Linked DNA regions of Mus musculus: region 1 is linked to region 2. A link is a contact called in public HiChIP or PLAC-seq data. All regions are on one chromosome and are shown on one strand. Each heading gives the region's core, a stretch centred on a gene start, on an enhancer-like site or on the middle of the called end of the contact. The rest is flanking DNA. Distances are from core to core; before and after follow the strand shown. Region 1 has its middle 34 kb from the start of Steap3. Region 2 overlaps 3110009E18Rik (RIKEN cDNA 3110009E18 gene).

What was found. HiChIP or PLAC-seq counts read pairs in DNA pulled down with a chosen protein or histone mark.
Region 1: a RAD21 HiChIP or PLAC-seq map of pro-B cells shows a contact between it and region 2, with 4 times the contacts expected there. The contact joins two enhancer-like sites. A contact is called at or near these places in 1 of 39 promoter capture datasets (the 3T3-L1 cell line), 3 of 15 datasets of contacts at CTCF or cohesin (the G1E-ER4 cell line, the NIH/3T3 cell line and pro-B cells), 14 of 484 Hi-C or Micro-C datasets (the AML12 cell line, the N1E-115 cell line, the NIH/3T3 cell line and 7 more) and 2 of 115 datasets of contacts at active chromatin or transcription factors (bone marrow-derived macrophages and embryonic stem cells).

The regions. Positions count from the first base shown.
Region 1 is chr1:120,290,615-120,295,799 of GRCm38.p6, reverse strand. No RefSeq gene overlaps it. Among named protein-coding and RNA genes, the nearest start is that of Steap3, 34 kb to the right of the region's middle. Within about 2 kb of position 1,824, at least 57 of the 459 cell types and tissues checked have an H3K27ac peak or open chromatin away from gene starts, as enhancers often do. A contact at or near this core is called in pro-B cells, where this site is marked.
Region 2 is chr1:120,173,392-120,178,295 of GRCm38.p6, reverse strand. The region is part of intron 5 of 3110009E18Rik (RIKEN cDNA 3110009E18 gene); the gene reads right to left. Among named protein-coding and RNA genes, the nearest start is that of 3110009E18Rik, 55 kb to the right of the region's middle. Within about 2 kb of position 3,090, at least 30 of the 459 cell types and tissues checked have an H3K27ac peak or open chromatin away from gene starts, as enhancers often do. A contact at or near this core is called in pro-B cells, where this site is marked.

The DNA.
Region 1 (5,185 bases), core at 575-3,074, 120 kb before region 2:
TCATCCAGGAGAGAAATCTCAAAAGAACAACATCAAAAATACTGTTTTAATGTTGTCGACATCAGGGGTTGTTAGTATGTCTTGGTTTAATTGTAGACTTGGAACTTAATGTACATGTTGTAAATAGCCATGTTTGTGTGATAAGAAAGTGTACTCTTTTCACACGTATACCTACAAAGAGGAAAGGTTGCATCCCCCAACTTGACCTCTAGGCCCCTCATCTACTCCCATGTTGGAAATCCTGAATACACATGAGCCAAGAGGTCTCCCTGATTTCTCTTCAAGTCTAATCATGTGTTCATTCTTATATTTTTCTCCCCTTTTTTAAGGCTCCAAAAGGAAGACTTCAGCCTGTACTGTTCTATCATCCTGAAACGATTGTCTTTCAAGGGCAAAGCTCTCTGCTGCATCAAGTGGCTGCAGAGGCACGGGGTGTGCAGCTGAGCCATCCATCCTGTCTTAATGATGCCAGGAAGGAGGCAGGTTCACAGGTGGAAGACTGAGACAGCTTCTGCTCTCCGAGGAATGCAAGGACAGGCAAAGAACAAGAGGGAACAAAGGGAACAACTTCTGCTCCCCCAACCCCATGCTAGGGATTGAACGGAGGACTCAGGCATGTTGGTCAAGTGCCCATCCAGTGAACTACATCCCCAGCAGTAGACATTCTGCTTTTTAAGGCGACGCCAAGAAATAATTAAGGACTGGCTTAGTGGATGAAAGGACTTGCCACCAAGCCTGAGGATCTAAGTTCAAATCCTAGGACTCAGATGGTAGAAGGAGAGATCTCTCCTCCAAGTTGTCCTCTGACCTCCATGTGCAAGGCATGATGTGCATGTGCCCTGTGCCCTCACACATACAAAAGTACACAGACACAGGTAGATAGGTGATAGATAGGTAGATAGATAGATAGATAGATAGATAGATCAATTAATTTTTAAAACTAAACATTTTAAAAAGTGGTTGTTAACTGGAAAATAAAAAAGTCAAGCCACAGCTGTTGGCAGTGATATTGATCCATCTTTACCCCACAAAACAAAAGCTATTTTAGGTTAAAACAAAAAGAAGCAAGGAGGAGCTGGAGACATATACCAGTCAGCAGAACACCTGCCTACAAGGTGTATAGCCCTGGGTTTGATCACCAGCATTCTATAAAACTGGACATGGTGACACACAACTGTAATTCCAGCAATTGGGAAGGAGATATAGGAGGAATGCAAGTTCAAAGTCATTCTTGGCTACAGAATAGGTCTGAGGCCAGCCTAGGATGTGGGAGACCTGGCCTCAAAAAAATAAAAATAAAAAAAGGAAAGAAAGAAAGAGAGAGAGAGAGAGAGGGAAATGAAAAGAAAGACAGAACGTTTGCTTTTTGTTCTTGTTTTAAGGAGGGATGCACCCATTTCCTAATCTCTGTCAGGGGACAGGGACTCGGGGATACTGACTGCCTCAACAGAGTGCTCACACTCTTCAGAGGCAGACATACAGCTGTGTGTGGCCTTGAATGAAGGGGAAGGGAGAGAAGGAGAGATGGAGGAATTCAAAAGAAGCAGAGGACAACAGAGCAACAGAAGTGGAAGCTACCACTGAAGCCCTATGGAGACTGCCTGGCTTGAGTGTTGCCTTAGTTACTTTTCTGTCTCAATGACAATAGCATATCAGACACAAAGCAACATGGGGAATATGGGTTTTACTTTACCTCACTTTCAGGGGGAATATAGTCCATTATGGCAGGACAAGCAAAACAAACCGAATGAGCATGAGGTCAGACTAGCAGTCAGGAAGCAGAGAGCAGAAAAACAGGAAGTGAGGTCAAGCTATAAGCCTTCAAAGCCCACCCCCAGTGGCATACTTCCTCTACCTCCTAAAGGTTTGGCAGCTTTCCCAAACAGCACTACCAGCCAACAAGCAAGTATTCAGACATGTGTAAGGAACATTTCATGTTCAAACTACAACAGATGTGGTTTGCCCCCCAAGGCTCATGTGGCTTGGTCCTCTCTGTGGTGATGTCATGATATTAAAGTGATATGTGACATTTACCATCGTAGTGTTGTCTCTGTGTATGTGAAGAATGGGAGGGGCACCCAATCACCTGCTGTAAGGGACCATGATTCACTTAAGAGTGATATTCCAGGTTCAAATAGTATGTAAATGTAAAGAGTGTTTTATTCTGCAGAAGTCCAGCATGCTGTGGTCGGTCTACCACCTACAAAGATGGAGAGACACTGAAGTGAGCTCACAGGCCTGATTTAAAGCACATTAGGGAAATTCTGGGGAAGGGTAAGTGACCTCTATCTTAATCTTGGCTCTATCACTAAGGACATCCCAGAATCATTGCAGGGCAGGGGTGGGGGGGCTGGAAACTGTTGCTGGGGAAGTCTGGAAACTGTTGTTGAGAAAGTCTGGAAACTGCCACTGACACACTGTCCTTGCCTTGGGTGGTGGGGCAGCTTCTGAGGCCTGAACTTGCCTGGATTTGCCCAGTTCTTGGAAACAGAAATATAGGCCTAGTCTTCTAAGCCTGTAATAGAGTCAGCTTGGCCTCCTCGATGCTTGTTTTCTCCTCTCCTGGTGGGGTGGCTGATCCTGTGGCCTCAGACAAACAGAAGCTGCTAGAGGAAGAAGGTCAAAGCAGCACGGAAGGATAGGAGTCAAATGGCCCACCCAGGGTCTCAGCTGGAAGGCTGAACTGTGAGAAGATAAACAGACCTCCTGTTGGGCCTGCTCCAAAGCACTGCTGGTCTGGATCCTGTGAGAACGTCCCTATCATCCTGGAAGATGGCCCCCAACAGAGGTTTTCAGGCAAGAAGTAAGTGGACCTCCACTAAACCAATGGTGAAGAAAGACATTTTGTGGGAGTATGCATGCAGCTGCAAGCATTTGGCACTCAGAGGACAGCTTGTGAGAATCGGTTCTCTCCTCCTCCCTTGCTTCTTCTAGGATTTGAACTCAAGTTGAGGGACTCTAAAGGGCTTTTGTCCCTCCTTACAGCTTCGCCCTCCCGCCTAGGGACAAGGCTAGGCCAAGTTTCATTCTCCACCCAGAGGAATATTCTAGAGTTAAAAAAAAAAATCTCAGAATGTACTGACTGATAGTCACCTGACCATATGGAAAGTCCCAGGTAGAGTTCAAATGCGTGTCATGCTTGCTAGCCAATAGATTTAAAGGTCAATATGCTTAGCCAATAACTTTGATCTGTAACCTTGCTGATGTAACCTGTAATAGCCATTGGGGTGGCCTTCTAGTCACTTGCCTTGAGGGACTAATTGAAGGTCGACGTAGGCACACTGGAAAATAAACCTCTTACTTTTGCATCGATCTGCATTTCAGGGTCTCACTTGGGGGATCCTCAAAGTAATACCAATGACCGAAGGTTGGGGTCTTACAAAGTCATCAGGCTTGGCTGGAAGAGCCCTTATCCACAAAGCCATCTCACTGACCTGAGCAAGACCTTCTGACTGGTTGGGAAACTCCATGAGAGAGACAGCGTTTTCATAGTCATGTGCAGAAGATGGTCAGGTGATTTCTGTGTCGTACCAGTAACAGAAAGCCCCACAATGAGGCATTGGCTGTCCCTTCGCCTTATTTATTGTATGTTGCTGTGGTGGTTTGAGTAGGTTTGCCCCCTCCCCCATAGACTCTTGTGTTTGAATAGTTGGCCTACAGGCAGTGGCACTATTAGGAGGTGTGGCCTTCCTGGACTGAGTGTGGCCTTGTGGGTATGGTGTGTCCGTATAGGGATGGGCTTTGAGATTTCCTATGCTTAGGCTCCTCCCAGTGTGATATTCTAGTCTCCTCCTGGCTGCCTTCAGAGCCAGATGTAGTCTCTACATCATGTTTGCTTCCATGCAGCTGTGCTTCCCATCATGATAATAGATTAAACCTCTGAAACTGAAAGCCAGTCCCAGTTAGATGTTTTCTTTTATCAGAGTTGCCTTGGTCGTGGTATCTCTTCACAGCAATGGAACCATAGCTAAGACAGTTGCATCAGTTTTCTCATGACTACAACAAAATAACTAACAAAATGGAGCTTTAGAAAGAGTTTAGCCAGATGTTAGTGGTGCACACCTTTAATCCCAGCACTCGGGAGCCCCAATCAGGCAGATCTGAGTTTGAAGCTAGTCTGATCTACAGAGTGAGTTCCAGGGCAGCCAAGGCTATTCAGAGAAATTGTGTCTTGAAAAACAACAAATAAAAAAACAAACAAACAAACAGTTTATTTTGACTCACAGTTTGAGAATATAAGCGATCCATCATGGCAGGGGTGTAAGGTAGCTGGTCACATGGCATCCACAGTCAGGAAGCAGAAAGAGATGATTACTGCTGATCAATCTCTGTCTCCCCCTCCCTCTCCCCCCCATAAAGAAAGGCTTTTATTAGGGACAAGGAAATACACACAGCAAGAAACACGGAGAGAAAAGCTGTCTGCAAAGCATAGGGGACCCTCAGGAGGCTGGAATATGGTGTCTCCTTGAGGGCTCACCTTCTCCTTTGTATGCAGTCCCTCCCAGCCCATGGAATGTGCAGCCCACATTGAGGGTAAATCTCCTACCCCCATCAGCCCAATCTAGAAACCCACTCTGAGTCACAGCCAAGGATAATTCTAGGTCCTCCCAACTTGACAATTCTAACCACGGTGTTGTTGAAGCCACTAGGGTGACTGTACCAGCGTGCTTCTGTCTTCTGCTTAAATCATGAAATCTGTTTCAATAGGCATCAGAGGAGACGGAATGAGGAAAAGAAAGATGTAAAGAAGCCCCTCCCCTCCTCCCCTCCCTCCTCCCCAGTCAGTGGCTTCCTTATTCAAATCCTCTCCCTCTCTCTCTCTCTCTCTCTCTCTCTCTCTGTACTTACTTTGCTCTCTGTGTTTCACACAAAGCAAAGAAATCCTCCCGGCTCCTGCTGAAGAACTGCAATGTTTCCACTTTGGGAAACACAAAGGCAATTTTGTACCTCTTTCTGTGTCACTGTATCGTGTCTTGCTGAGTTTGGAGATCACTATGGATGGCTCACTGCTGTGGCAGCAGGAGCACAGGCCTGCTTGTTCACATCTCTAGACGAGCGAGTGAACAGAGAGAGATGGGGTTCATACTGTAACTCCCAAGCTCCCAGAAACCCACTCCCTCCAGCAAGGGTCCACCTCCTAAAGGTTCTACAACCTCCTAAAACCCCATCACCAGCTGGGAACCAC
Region 2 (4,904 bases), core at 1,841-4,340:
ATATGTATGCATTTGGGTGTATGTGTCTGTGTATCAAAATGACACTGTACTCCACAGAGTGCACAAATATCTTTATGTATAAATTTGTAAAAACACATTAAAGCATTATATGTCAATAAGTGATACTTAAAAAAAAAAAAAACGACAACAAAAAAAATTGGCAGGGTTAGAGCTCAGTAATGCAGCGCCTGGCAGTGCTTGCAGGGCACCGGGCTTAATCCCTAGCACTGCGAGATAGGAAGACAAACAGCCTTAAAAGACAAACACTTACACTAATAACGGAGGGTGGCTCACTTGGTAAATTCGCCTTGCAAGCTTAAGGGGCTGCTTTTTATTCTTTATTCCTTTCCTAAGGCCACAGAAAAAGGCCAGGCTTGGTGGCAAGTGCTTCGAATCCCAGTGCTGTGGAGGCCTGGGTGGTGCCCTGGGCTCATTAGTCTGCTTGATGATTTCCAGGCTAGTGAGAGACCCTGTCTCAGCAAAGCAGAGCAGGCAGCCCCCGAAGAACAACCATTGACGCTGTCCTCTGGCCTCTGCACTCACAAGGACACATGTGCACACACACACATTCGGGTCTGTAAGGGTGTACTGTGGATCTTTTTAGAACCCAGCCAGCATTACTAAGTCTAGTCGGTCACTGTTAGAATATTAATATGAAGAAGAGCCACTGAGACAATACCAGGAAAGCAAACTTGTCTATCCCAAGATATTAGTCCCCAAGAAAGGGACGGGAAAGGGCCTTGAACCTGAAGGATCTAAGTCCCACCCTGTGAAGCAGTGGGAGCCAGGGCCATCCACAGCACTTCTGTAAGTTGGTGTGATGGAGAGGTTGAGGGTGGGGGTGGGGGCAGGAAGATGATGGCAGAAGTGACATGTAAAATGAAAACTAACCCCAGGGGAGTCACGGGATTATTACAGAACAAGGTTGGTGCGAGCCCTTCCCCAGAGTCGCAGCGCTGGTGTGCCCCACTTTCTTTACAGTAAAGCTCGAGCTGCCCTATGAGCGCCACTAAGGCACGGAGTCCTTCTCAAAACAGAACAGATTCTAAGGGGAACAGCAGACACACAGAGAAAAATGAAACATAAAATATCGCTGCAGAAGCCTACAAATGCTTTTCTTTCTGAGGTGAATTAGTCCTCAAAACTTCACCAAATGATCAAGGACAACCTTTAAGTCATATAAGTTATATGTCTTGGCCAAACTCCCCCTTCCTTCCTGGAGGAAATCGTATTTCTCTTTCTGATGTGTGTCCATAGGTGTGTGTGATATTTGCATACATTGCACATAGAGGTCAGAGAAGGGTGCTGATGTCCTGTCCCATCAGTCTGCCTTATTTGAGGTCTCTCAGTTAACCTGGGCTAGGCTGGCGGTGGGCAGGCCTCAGCAATCTCCTGTCTTTGTCCCAACAGCTCTGGGATTATAGGTGAGTGTGGGTGGGCACACCCACCTTTCTACATGGGTGCTAGGGACCTCAGGTCCTTGACAAATGTTCATGCTCAGCAAGTGAGCTTCCCAGCCCCGAAGCAAATTATTTTATTCATACAAGTCCACAAACAAAAATGGGTGCCTGTGTCCAGTGTGGAAGGTAGCACAGGGTCCCAGTAGAGCGGAAGGCTGTAGAGGAACGGAGTCTTGGTCTGCTCTCCCCGTCCCCCTTCCGGCCCGGCCCTTCTTCTCCAACTCCTGCAGAAAGTCAGAGTGACATATTTATCACACTGCGTTATTCCCATGGCAACTGGCTGTGATAGCCGACTGACAGCTCTTCAAGAGATCAAGGAGTGCAAGGGGAGTGAGAGCTGACTTTCAGCTCTGCTCTTAAACCTCTCCGAAGCCCAGCCAGACGCAGGCGGGAAGGAAAATTCCCTGGGAAAATCACACTTGACAACTCCACTCCCACTGGTAATTTCCTGTTGCTCTCCGGGGACCTCGTGTCCTCCCCGGGCTATAACCAAGGCTCGCTCCCCAGAGGACAAGAACACAGCTCTAGGAAGCAGAGGAAATTGTTTCTAGGGAGGGACCCACATGCTGCCTTGCCAGCTCTAGAGGGCATTTTGGGGATCCCTGGATCACTCCAAGCCCAGAGATAAACCCACAAAAAGGACCTGATTTGATCAAACTCTGATCAAAGCATTAAAACAAGAATGGCTAAAGTGTTTGCTTTGTAAGCATCAAAACACAAGTTCTATCCCCCAAATCCACATTTTAAAAAGGCCAGATGGAATGGCACATTCTTGTAACCCCAGCACCGGAAGAATGGGTACAGGCAGGTTTCTGGGGCTCGCTGGCTGGCTGCCTGAGCCTACTTGCTTCTAGCTTCAATAGGAGACCTGGTGTCAAAAATAAGATGAAGACTGAGGAAGGTACCTGTCATCAGCTGCTCGCCTCTAACGCACTCACACAACTCCCGGACATGCTCCCATGTGCAGTACACACACACACACACACACACACACACACACACAACTTTTTTTAAAAAATGGTCTTAATTATAGGAAAGGATATAAATCACAAGAATAATCAGAGAACACAGAGAAGGAAAAAAAAATCAGTCATCCAAGACAGCATCTCTATAACTCTGGCATGCGATCCTTCCTCCATGCAGACTTAGACACGGATCATGTACATTTTGCTATTTTAAAAAAATATCCAAATATTGTTATGTGTGTGAGTGTGCACATGTGTGTCAGGGGGTGGGTACAGGCAGTGGCCAGAAAGAGGGCATTCAATGCCCTGGAGCTGGAGTTCCAGGCACTTGTGTGAGAGCCAGCCAACTGGTGCCGGGATGCAGACTCCAGTCTTCTGGAAAAGTGCCCGGTGCGCTAACTGCTGAGCTTCAGCCCCATGAGCCCCATGTATGAGTTTTAGAGGAGGAGGTCGTCACAGTTTATTCTCCATTCATGGACAAATGTCCACATCAGTGAATGCGACTGGGAACACAGGAGGGAACCGTTCCACCCTGTAGGAAGAAGGTAGACCTGAGGAGGCAGGTTTCTATTGACTTAAAAGATATAAGAGGAAGTTGCCCTGACTACAGAACATGAGAGGAAGTGCGTGCACTTAGCAGATGTGCAGGAGTAACCTCCCTGGGGCTTACCAATTTTATGCATGACTACCAGTCTTGTAAGGACTGCTCCATATGTGCACACACACAGACACAGGGACAACATGGTTGTCGAGGTCACCTGGGTGGACATAAGGGACAGACAAGCTCTGAGCCCAAGCCTTGGGGGCTAGGGTGTGACTCAGTTTCTTGGCTCTGCTATGTAGAAAGCATCTATCTCAACACTGCTACCCTACCAGTTGTGTGGAGGTCTTTTTGGCACGCTAACTGTTCCTTCACTCTAGGATCTGTAGAGGATCATTTACATTCATCTTTTCTATACTAACTACAAGGTTGTCTGCATGTTTGTCTTATGGTATGTGCACATGTGTGTGCAGGTTCATATGTGTGTGTGTGTGTGTGTGTGTGTGTGTGTGTGTGTCTTGATTGTGAGTGAGAAGAAGGCACAAGAGTTGGAGCTATAGGAAGTTGTAAGCTGCCAACATGAGTGTTAGGAACTAAACTTGGGTCTTCTATAAGAGCAGTGTGTACTCTTAGCCACTATGCCATCTCTCCAGCTCCTCTACCTTACTTGTTTGAGACAGGACCTCACTGATCCTGGAGCCCAGCATCTGGCTAGCCTGGCTGGCTAGTGAGCCCTAGGGATCCTCCTGTGTCCATCTCTCCAAGTCCTCAAGAGTTCTTCAGTTAGGTTAGCAACTTTTTAATCTGTCATTTAACATACTTAACATATGTATTCAGTTTGTTACCTTTCCTTTAGGTCTGTGCCTTATTCAGGGTTTTCATTACTGTGATGAAAACCATAAGCACATGGGGGCGGGGGGGGGGCAGATTATTTCAGCTCATAGTCTCACATCATAGTCCACCATCAAGGGAAATCAGGACAGGAAATCAAGTGGGGCTGGAACTTAAGAGGCAGGACCTGATACAGAGGCCACGGAAGGACGCTGCTTACTGGCTTGCTCCCCATGGCTTGCTCAGCCTACTTTCTTATAGTATGTGGGACCACTAGCAAAGGGGGTGGCACCACTCACAGTGAGCTGGACCCTCCCACATTGATTATCAATCAAGAAAATGTAGCACAGGCTTGCCCGCAGGGGCCATTTTCTCTCACTTGAGGCTCCTGCTTCCCAAATGACTCTAGCTGGTGTCAAGGAGACACAAAACTAGGCAACACAGTCTACGGACCATTTTCAAGGTCATATTTATCACCGTTTCCCCTCTGTAGCATCTCCTCTGAGGACATGAGCTCATGTTTTTATGAGATGAGAAGATGGCCCAACTGGTAGAGAACATGTTGTTGAGTCTGAAGTTCTAAATTCCATTCCCTGGGATCCACATGGTGGGAAGAGAGAACCAGCTTCCACAGGTTGTCATCTAGCTCTGTATGGTTACCACAATGCCCATCACTGCACCCCTCACACATACATGCATACATACATATATACACACATGCATGCATACATACATACATACATACATACAAAATTATGTATATTTTTGAGACAGAGTCTCACAGTGTAACCTTGGAACTCACTATGTAGATGAGGCTAGTCTCGAAGTCACAGAGATCCACCTGTCTCTCTCTGACTTCCAAGAGTTGGGAGGAAAGGTGTGTGCCACTACATCCAGCAAGTTAAATAATTTTTTAAGAATTATTTATTTATTTTATTTATTTTATGAATATGTGTACAGAGTAGCTGTCTTCAGACACACCAGAAGAGGGCATTGGATCCCATTACAGATGGTTCCCAGCCAACATGTGGTTGGTGGGAATTGAACTCAGGACCTCTGGAAGAGCAGTCAGTACTCTTAACCACTGAGCCATCTCTCAAGCCCCAA